2 separate regions of the Rattus norvegicus genome follow, and region 2 is linked to region 1. A link is a contact called in public Hi-C data. All regions are on one chromosome and are shown on one strand. Each heading gives the region's core, a stretch centred on a gene start, on an enhancer-like site or on the middle of the called end of the contact. The rest is flanking DNA. Distances are from core to core; before and after follow the strand shown.

Evidence for each region. A called contact is a pair of places that touch in the nucleus more often than the background predicts.
Region 2: a Hi-C map of frontal cortex shows a contact between it and region 1, with 2.0 times the contacts expected there. The contact joins two enhancer-like sites. A contact is called at or near these places in 3 of 12 Hi-C or Micro-C datasets (frontal cortex, liver and prefrontal cortex).

The regions. Positions count from the first base shown.
Region 1 is chr10:75,631,341-75,635,335 of GRCr8, reverse strand. No RefSeq gene overlaps it. Among named protein-coding and RNA genes, the nearest start is that of Mmd, 63 kb to the right of the region's middle. Within about 2 kb of position 1,900, at least 5 of the 93 cell types and tissues checked have an H3K27ac peak or open chromatin away from gene starts, as enhancers often do.
Region 2 is chr10:75,684,709-75,688,703 of GRCr8, reverse strand. The region is part of intron 2 of Hlf (HLF transcription factor, PAR bZIP family member); the gene reads left to right. Among named protein-coding and RNA genes, the nearest start is that of Hlf, 22 kb to the left of the region's middle. Within about 2 kb of position 1,898, at least 27 of the 93 cell types and tissues checked have an H3K27ac peak or open chromatin away from gene starts, as enhancers often do.

The DNA of each region.
Region 1 (3,995 bases), core at 651-3,150:
CTTTGAGTTCTTCCAAGCTTCTTTTTGCACCGTGACTATATGTCTACTGGTTAGAACCAAGTAGAAAGCATGGCTCCTCTCTCTTTCCTCTCGTTATTTTCTTCTTTCAAGAGGCGCTTGTCCTCAGTCCTGAACAAAAGAAAACTTGCTTTACAAAACAATAAAGGACAGCTAACTTTCCACTAAGCATTGCCATTAAGTACCAGATGTCCTGTAGGGAAAAGCAGCTGTTTGGACACTGCTCCTGAGGCCTCCCTTCTCCCGGGGCCTCATACCACATCCTGGGCCTTTGAGACTGAAGGGAGCTTCTACGCCTTTGCGTCTGGCCCTGTACTTTAAAACACCTGCTCAATGTGTGGGACCCAACAGACCCTGACGCACTCGTTTCTTATAGAAAGATTCCTTTCCCTTCTCAGGCTCTCTAGGCTTCTAGAACTCTCTCATACTCAGCCTGATTCGGCTCCGAGGTTACCTCTTCATTGCTTTTATTCTTAGATTGGCTTTTTCCTCTGTGCTCGAAGTCGAGGACAGATAACATTTGTGCGTGTTCCACGTGCTACCGTGTCTTAAGTGTCGGGACCAGGAATAGCTAGGTTTCTTCTTCCGAACTTCTCTGCCTTTATCTCGGCACCGTGAGTGAGTCATCCAACCAACCATATTTCCTTTGCTTTATTGCCTTGGATGTTCAGAAGCGCCAGAGGCGGGGGTGTCCCTGACCCCACCCTTGCATATTTACCGAATCCCGCGTAGCAATCCAAAATTCTAATCTCACCTCTACTAACCCTTCACTTGTTTTTGTCTCTGCTTTTCTTCCGTCTCGATCCTGACCATTGAATGAAATTATTTATTTGGGTGGCTTTCTCTTCGGGCCAGAAAGCTCAAATCCTGGCTTAAGGTAAACAGCATTAAACAAGTGAGATGTATAGTATATAAAACTGTAATTCTCCCAATACTTCTGCCGCCAACAAGGAAGCTGGGGCTTTGTTTGTTGTTTATTTTGTTTGATTGACCCAAACCTTGACAGTGCTGGGAAGCCCGACTCTTAATTGAGAAAAAAAAAAAAAAAAGTCTCCATAGTATTGGCCTGTAGGCAATGTCCTTAGGCCATTTTCTTAATTACTGATTGGTTAGGAGGGCCCAGCCCATTGTGGGCGTGGCCACCCTGTCAGGTGATTCGAGGGTGTTTACTGAAGCAGGCTGAGCAAGCCTTGGGGGTGCAAGCTTGTAAACAGCACTCTTCTACAGCTTCTCTATCGGCTCGTGCCTTCAGGCTCCTGCCCTGTGTGAGTTTCTGTCCTGACATCCCTTCAGGATAGAATGTGATGTGGAAAGTGTAAGCCGAAAGAAACCCTTTCCTCCCCAGTTGCTTTTAGTCACGGTGTTTTATCACGGCAATGGAAACCGTACCGGAGACAGGGGTTACCTAACATTTTTAAGACCCCCAAAGCTCACTCCAGTAGGTGTTGGCACTTACATTGTGGGAATGCTTAGTAAGAATCTGGGCTTGTGCTGAGTGTCACGTGTAGATTATCTCATTTGTCATTATCACATCACAACAACGCTGCAAAATCGAGGCTCAGAGAGACCAAACCGCTTGGGCAAGCTAACGCTGATTCTGCCATGCAAACACACACGGCCTGGACTTGAATCGCCAGACTCTTTGCAGCCTTCCCAGTGTATAATAGAGATATGCTTACAGACACAAGACTCAAATGACTCATTAAGTGTCCTCTGGCTTCTTTTGAATGCCCAGCTGCATAGCTAGCTATCACCAAGTTTTATCATCTAAAAACTGCTATGGCTGTCTGGCTAGGAATAGGTATTTCTGAGTTTCACAGTTCTCCATGAAACAGATGGATTTAAAAAAAAAATGTCTGTGTGCGGCACTGGATTTTCAAATGCCAGCTTGAGCACCGGCAGAGAGGAAGATCACCCAGCATCTAGGGTGAAAAAAGAAAAGCCTGGGGGAACGGCGGCTCTGCTCGTTGGCGCCACCTACCAGTGAATGTTGGTAATTGCTTGCAGAAAGAAAATAAAATTCCAAACTTCTTGGTCTTGGGTGTCGAGCGTTGCCTGCTTATCTTTTCCTCTCCTACAAATCTTCAAGGAGAGGTGCCTCTATTTTAGAAATTAGAAACCTAGAGTTCACAGGCAACTTGCCAAATAATTTGACCCCAACCTGTGCTCTTGGAACCTTTATACCAGTTCTCAAAAGTACTATTTCTTGTTATCCTGTGCCTTCTGCCTCCTCTTGCATTTGGACTCACAGATACTCCACACTTCATTAAAACTATGGTGAGACTGTAAGAAAGCTTACAGCAGTGGGGAATCCACAGGCTGGAGCTCTCTACCCCCACAGTGTTGCCCAACTCTTGGGGCTGGGCTTCTGGCTAAGGTAGAATCTTAGAAGCTCACACGGATGGATGGAGAAGTGGCAACTCCTTATGATAAGGACCATTCTTTACCGATTAGATGCTGGCCTGGAGCACACTAGAGCACTCTGAATGGGGTTAGGAGCTCCGATGAGCTGTGTGCATGTTAGCTTACCCCAATGACTAGTGCTATCCGACAGTTTGACAGCATCTAGGATCACCTGGGAGATGGGCCTCTGGGCACGTGTGTCAGGATTACCTTGATTGAGACAGTTAAGGTGGAAAGACCCATTCCCTTCAGGTGGCATGGTTTCCTGTCTGGGACCTCAGACTCGGTAAGCAGGAGGAAAGGGCTGAGCATCAGGGAGCACGCACCCATTGCTCTGTGTCTCTTGGTTGTAGACATGGTGATGAGGCGTGACCAGCTGCTTCACGCTCCTGTTGCTATGGTTTCTGTACTGGGGTAGGTTAAACCCTTGAACTGCAGGCCAGAATAAATCCGGTCCCTCTTAAGTAGATTCTATCAGTGTGTTCAACCATACCATCAGGAAAAGCAACGAGGATGTCCATCTACCTCACTCCCATTCCTCATTTTCCAACATCACGATAGCCACACAGAAGCCTCACAAAACCTCAGTGGCTTTGAAAATTGATGTCCAGCAGCCCAGGGAGAGCAGAGCACGTGTGCATCGTCACCCAGACTCTAACTGCAGGGTCTGATGCTTATTTGACCTAACTGGGAGCTCCCTTAAGAGCTCCAGGCCTAGATTATTGTCTTAAATAAAAACCAGTGGTAAGTTTAGTGTATAAATAGGTTTCATTATGATGTATATCATAATATATACCATGACGAATATATATAATGATATATACCATAATGAATATATAATGATATAGCATAATGAATATATAATGATGTATATATCACAGTATATATCATAATGAATATACGATATCATTGTTCTTTGCTCTCGTTTATGCTTCCCCCACGTTGCCCGGTCCCTTCTCCTCACTCCTCCTGGTCCTCTTCTTTTCCTAAATGGTAGCATCCTTTCTACTTCCATGGATGGATGGATGGATGGATGGACAGGTAGATATAGTATGAGTGCATATGTGTATATAGGTAAACCCAGATTTCATATCTGAGAAAATAAACCATGATATTTGCCTTTCTTTCCCCCCACTCCTCTCTTGTTCTTTCTGCCCCTCTCTCTCCATCCTCAAAGTTTTTCTTTATTTCCATGTCATATGCGGATCTGGCAGGCATTGTCATGCCACGTGTATCCGAGTATAGATTCCACGCAGGAGAGAAAGCGTGTCATATTTGTTGAGTCTGGTTTATTCTACTGAGTATCACGGCCTCCAAATCCTTCGTTTGTTTTAAAACAAATGGGGTGACTTTAGTCTTCTCAATGAAACCCTACTGTGTATATAGACTGCATTTTCCTTATCCACTCATCTGTTGGTGGACATCTAGGCTGGCCCCACAGCTTGACTACTGTGAATAGCGCAGCCACAAACCTGGCTGTGCAAGCTTCTCTGGTCTATGCTGCCTGGGGTACTTGTTTTCATAGCGGCTGCCTGCCCCAGTTTGTATATCCACTGACAGTGTATGAGGGGTCA
Region 2 (3,995 bases), core at 649-3,148, 53 kb before region 1:
GCAAGATCAAGAAAGCTGGAAATTCTACCATGTAATTCCACGGAAACTCCAACAAGGACCAGGCAAGGTGCCCCCTGGCCCAGCAAAGGCAACCACAGACCACAGACCTTGCCTGGCTGTGGCCAGAGGTCATGGCTACAAATCCCCTGGACACTAGTTCTTGGTAGACATCCAGTTATACACTCCATAGCCAACGGCCCCGGAGAATTTGCCAATCTGTTTAAAACCGAAGCTGCCCCTCGGTTATCCCTGCTGAGGGACTGAGCCTCTGGGGTCTGTTTCTCTGCAGCTTTGGAATGTGATGCATGCTTTTGTACTGGTGATCTGCTTTCCTGGTGATGTTTGAACATTTCAGATTTTATTTTATTTTATTTTTAAGAACAGTGGAGGGGGTGAGGAGTGCTTTTTCGCAGTTCTCAAAGTGTTTTTCATAGCCAGCCGCTGCCTCCGAGCCATCTTACTTCAAGCCTATGAATGGGTACCAATGGGATATTTGCACCCTCGCACCCATTGTGCTTTGACTCTGTGCTCCCCGGGATCCTGGTAGCTGTGCCATAAGGCGTGGATTAAGAAGTGTGTCAGGCAGTGTTGGGAGAAGGGCCCAGAGGCCATACACTGTCTATGAGGAATCTGTAAAGACCTCGGCCGCCCACGGAGTGGAGGAGAGTGGCCCCTGACTTCCTTTGTTCCTCCTGCTTCCTGTGTTTTCCAGTGGCTGCACTTGAGCTCTGCATACAATTAACTTTCAATTATCCCCGAGCCTGATTAGTCAGTTTGCAGATTAACCAAGTCGAAGGCTCACCTGGGTCTGCAAGGTGCTCTTCAACTCAGTAGATCTTGCTGATTAATTAGTTGGTTATGGCTGATTGCCTGCCCAGGGATCCTGAAGCCCTGGGACTGGGCTACTTAGAGCAGGGGAGGCTGATCAAGGGATAACCTTGTCTGTGCCTTTTGATTCTCTTTACTCAGGAGAAGATCAGAGAAAGCTCTGACTTCTCTAACACAGTCCCTGAGAGGTTCAGACACACACTGGGGTCCTGCTGCAGAACACTTCACTCCACCTTTTGTTTCAACCAACATACTTTCCGAATCGGGAAATTTAAGTTGACCACAGGGTGCTGTGAAATTTGAAAGGCATTGCAGTTAGAAATCTAATATGTTGAAAGTAGGCCCAGCCTGCAGAAAGTGGGGGATGTTGACCCCCTCTTCCTCCTCAGTCTGTTAACTTTCTCCCTTCAAACATGTAGACTGACAGCCCCTTCCTCCCCCCTGAACACCAAGCATTGGATCCCATCTGAGGTCTGTGGAGGTCAAGGCCATGGTGACAGTGTGGGCAAGGTGCTGCCTATGAAGAAAGGTAAGTTCCTCAAGATCCCCATCTTCCCAAGGTGGTTATTTGGGATGCTCGAGATTTGGTCTCGTCGTTGTCCTCCTTCACAGAAAGCCGACTACCTGTGCCTGAGTCTCCGTGGGGTGAAAGAGCAGTGATGTATTTGTTGGTCACACCTTACACAAAGTCAGAATAAACTCTGTAACCTGCGGTCGATCTTTCACCGCGTTTGGGACCACCTCGGTTTGGGCAATGGATAACTCCAGTCTTCTGGATAAACCTAGAGAACGTGTCCTCTGAGGATTTGGGCACGTGGAGAAAGAGGGGCATGCGCACATATGTTTAATGGGGTTCCATGTACCAACATGTCTCCCTTTCTGGGTTCTCATCTCACATTTCCCAGACCATCAGGTCATGGGCTCGGTCAGCGTCAGCACCTCTCTCTAGCCAGGGCGGTGAGTTTCTGTGGTCCTCCGTGTTTTCCCAGGGCTGTCAATGTGTATGTACAGTCTAGAGATCACATTCTATTAACAGAAAGAAATCTGCTTGGGCTGCCTGGTTTTGCAGTCACGTGGGGAGAAATGTGTTTCTTTGGTCCGCCAGCCTGCAGCTCTCTGTGCAAAATACAGCAGAGAGCTGGGCACTGGCCAAGCTTACATTTCACTTCGGAACACACTTTCGAATCACTCCTTGGCAGAACATCCCCGGTGGTGGTGTCTATTTGGGGAGTAAGTTAGAGAAGTGTTGTTTTTCTCTTATGAGTGTCAGGAGATAGGACCTTTAGAACATGTTTTACTTTCCCCATCTTCCCATCTTCAGGGTGCCCAGATATCAGTGCGATCCAGGAAAAGGCAGCAACAGCCGCAAAGAGAAGCCTTCTTTTTGTCCCGGGCTGCCCTGCAAAAGCAGTGAAGACAGCCGGCGCTGCCAGGGACGGAGATACTTAAGGCCAGGGTACTAACATCAAAAGCAAATTTCTGCAACTCTGGGGCAAAGGAGCTACTCTCCCAGATAAAGCAACATTGTGGTCCAAATCTTTCTTTCCAAAAGATCTGAGACTTTCCTAAGCTTGGGCCTCAGCCAGCCAGCGAAGGAAGTTACTCCAGCGAGCCTTTGGAATGGCAAATGCTATAAAAATAAACAAACAGACCTCTTCCATTCCCTTCTCTCTCCCTTGTCTATTTTTATAGCCCCCCCTCCACCCCAACCCCGTTGTTCTTTAGCACTCTGTAACACCCTGCCTGCTTGAGACTGCTCCTTTCCCCACCTCCATGTCTCTAGGACCATCCATGGTCGGTGGCTAGTCTGCCTTCCGTAAAACAAAATGCTTAACTCCAAAATGAGGGCTCAGGAGACAGGAAGTCTAATTTAGTCAATCTCCCCCTGTTGCCTCTTGTTCTCTTCTTGTGAAGTGGCGACCTGAAGCCTACCATGAGGCTGAACAGTGAGGTTGCTTTGGGAATTGTAAACCTCCTTGAGAAAGATCAGAATGGTTTAGAAAACATTTGCTGGCATAGTGTGGGCTTCTCTTTCCCTAATGAGCTAGACCCCTCTCATGAAAAGAAACTTTGTCTTACCATCACCCCAACCCATAAAGTACATAAGGATTTCCCAAGGGCCAAGCCTCATTCTCATTCTAGCATTTGAAATCTGGGAAGGTTGGGCTTTCTGTCAATACTGTGTGGCCAAGCAACAACTGATGGGGACCTAGAGAACTTCCCCTGCGGAGGCATGTGTCTGGCTGCTGCCTCCTGGGCCAAATAGCCACTGGGAGCCCCCCACCCCCTTATGCCTAGACTCCCAGAGCCAGATTGCAGCGTCTGCTGGTCAGCTCCTGGTGAAGCCTTTGCTTACTTTGAAGAAGGCAGGAGACAGGGACCCATCCACCTGCCTGGAAACCTGTTGGTAATTAGCTTCAAAAATAATGCCAGCTTCTCACAGGGCTGCTGGGTGCTTAACTCGCAAGAGAGCGTTACTTCACAGAATAACAGCACGGCCATAACATTAATCATTCCAGGGGAGGTTAGGTAAGGTTACCAGAGAGATGAAGTCACCTTGCACCTTCCAAGAGATCTGCAAGTGTTGAGGAATGGCGGGAGTTCAGAGCCACGCCCCCTCCCCTTTGTATATCAAACTGGGATATTTTGAAGTCCTGTTTTCTTTCTGGAGGAGACTGGCGATTAAACCCAGAGCTTCAGACATTCGAAACATACACTTTACTGCTGGGAGATCCACTTGCAAAACCATACCGTCACCTTTTTTTGGTGGAGGACTAGGGGGCTTGGCAAAGTCTCTGAGGAAATGGAGAGTCAGTCACCTTTATCAACATCAGGTGTCGACTTTTCCACTGTGAATGTGTGGATTAATCTCTCAGGGCCTTAAGCATGGTGAATGAATGCCTGGCTAGTTACTGTTTGACACCTAGGGAAAGACTGTCGACCTCTATCCCCACTTAGGGATTCTTTTCTGTATGTAATTTCATTTTACAAATAACAGTGTATATCTTTGTAACATTATAACAATAGGACAGTTATTATCCAAGACCATGCCTGGCCTAAGAGGATCAGTTGTTAAGGTTGTAAGACCTGAATGTTGAGCCCTTCCTGTCACCTGTAGGGTAACTTTAAGCTCACTGGATTTTTGCCTTTTGCAAAAGGAAGGGTTT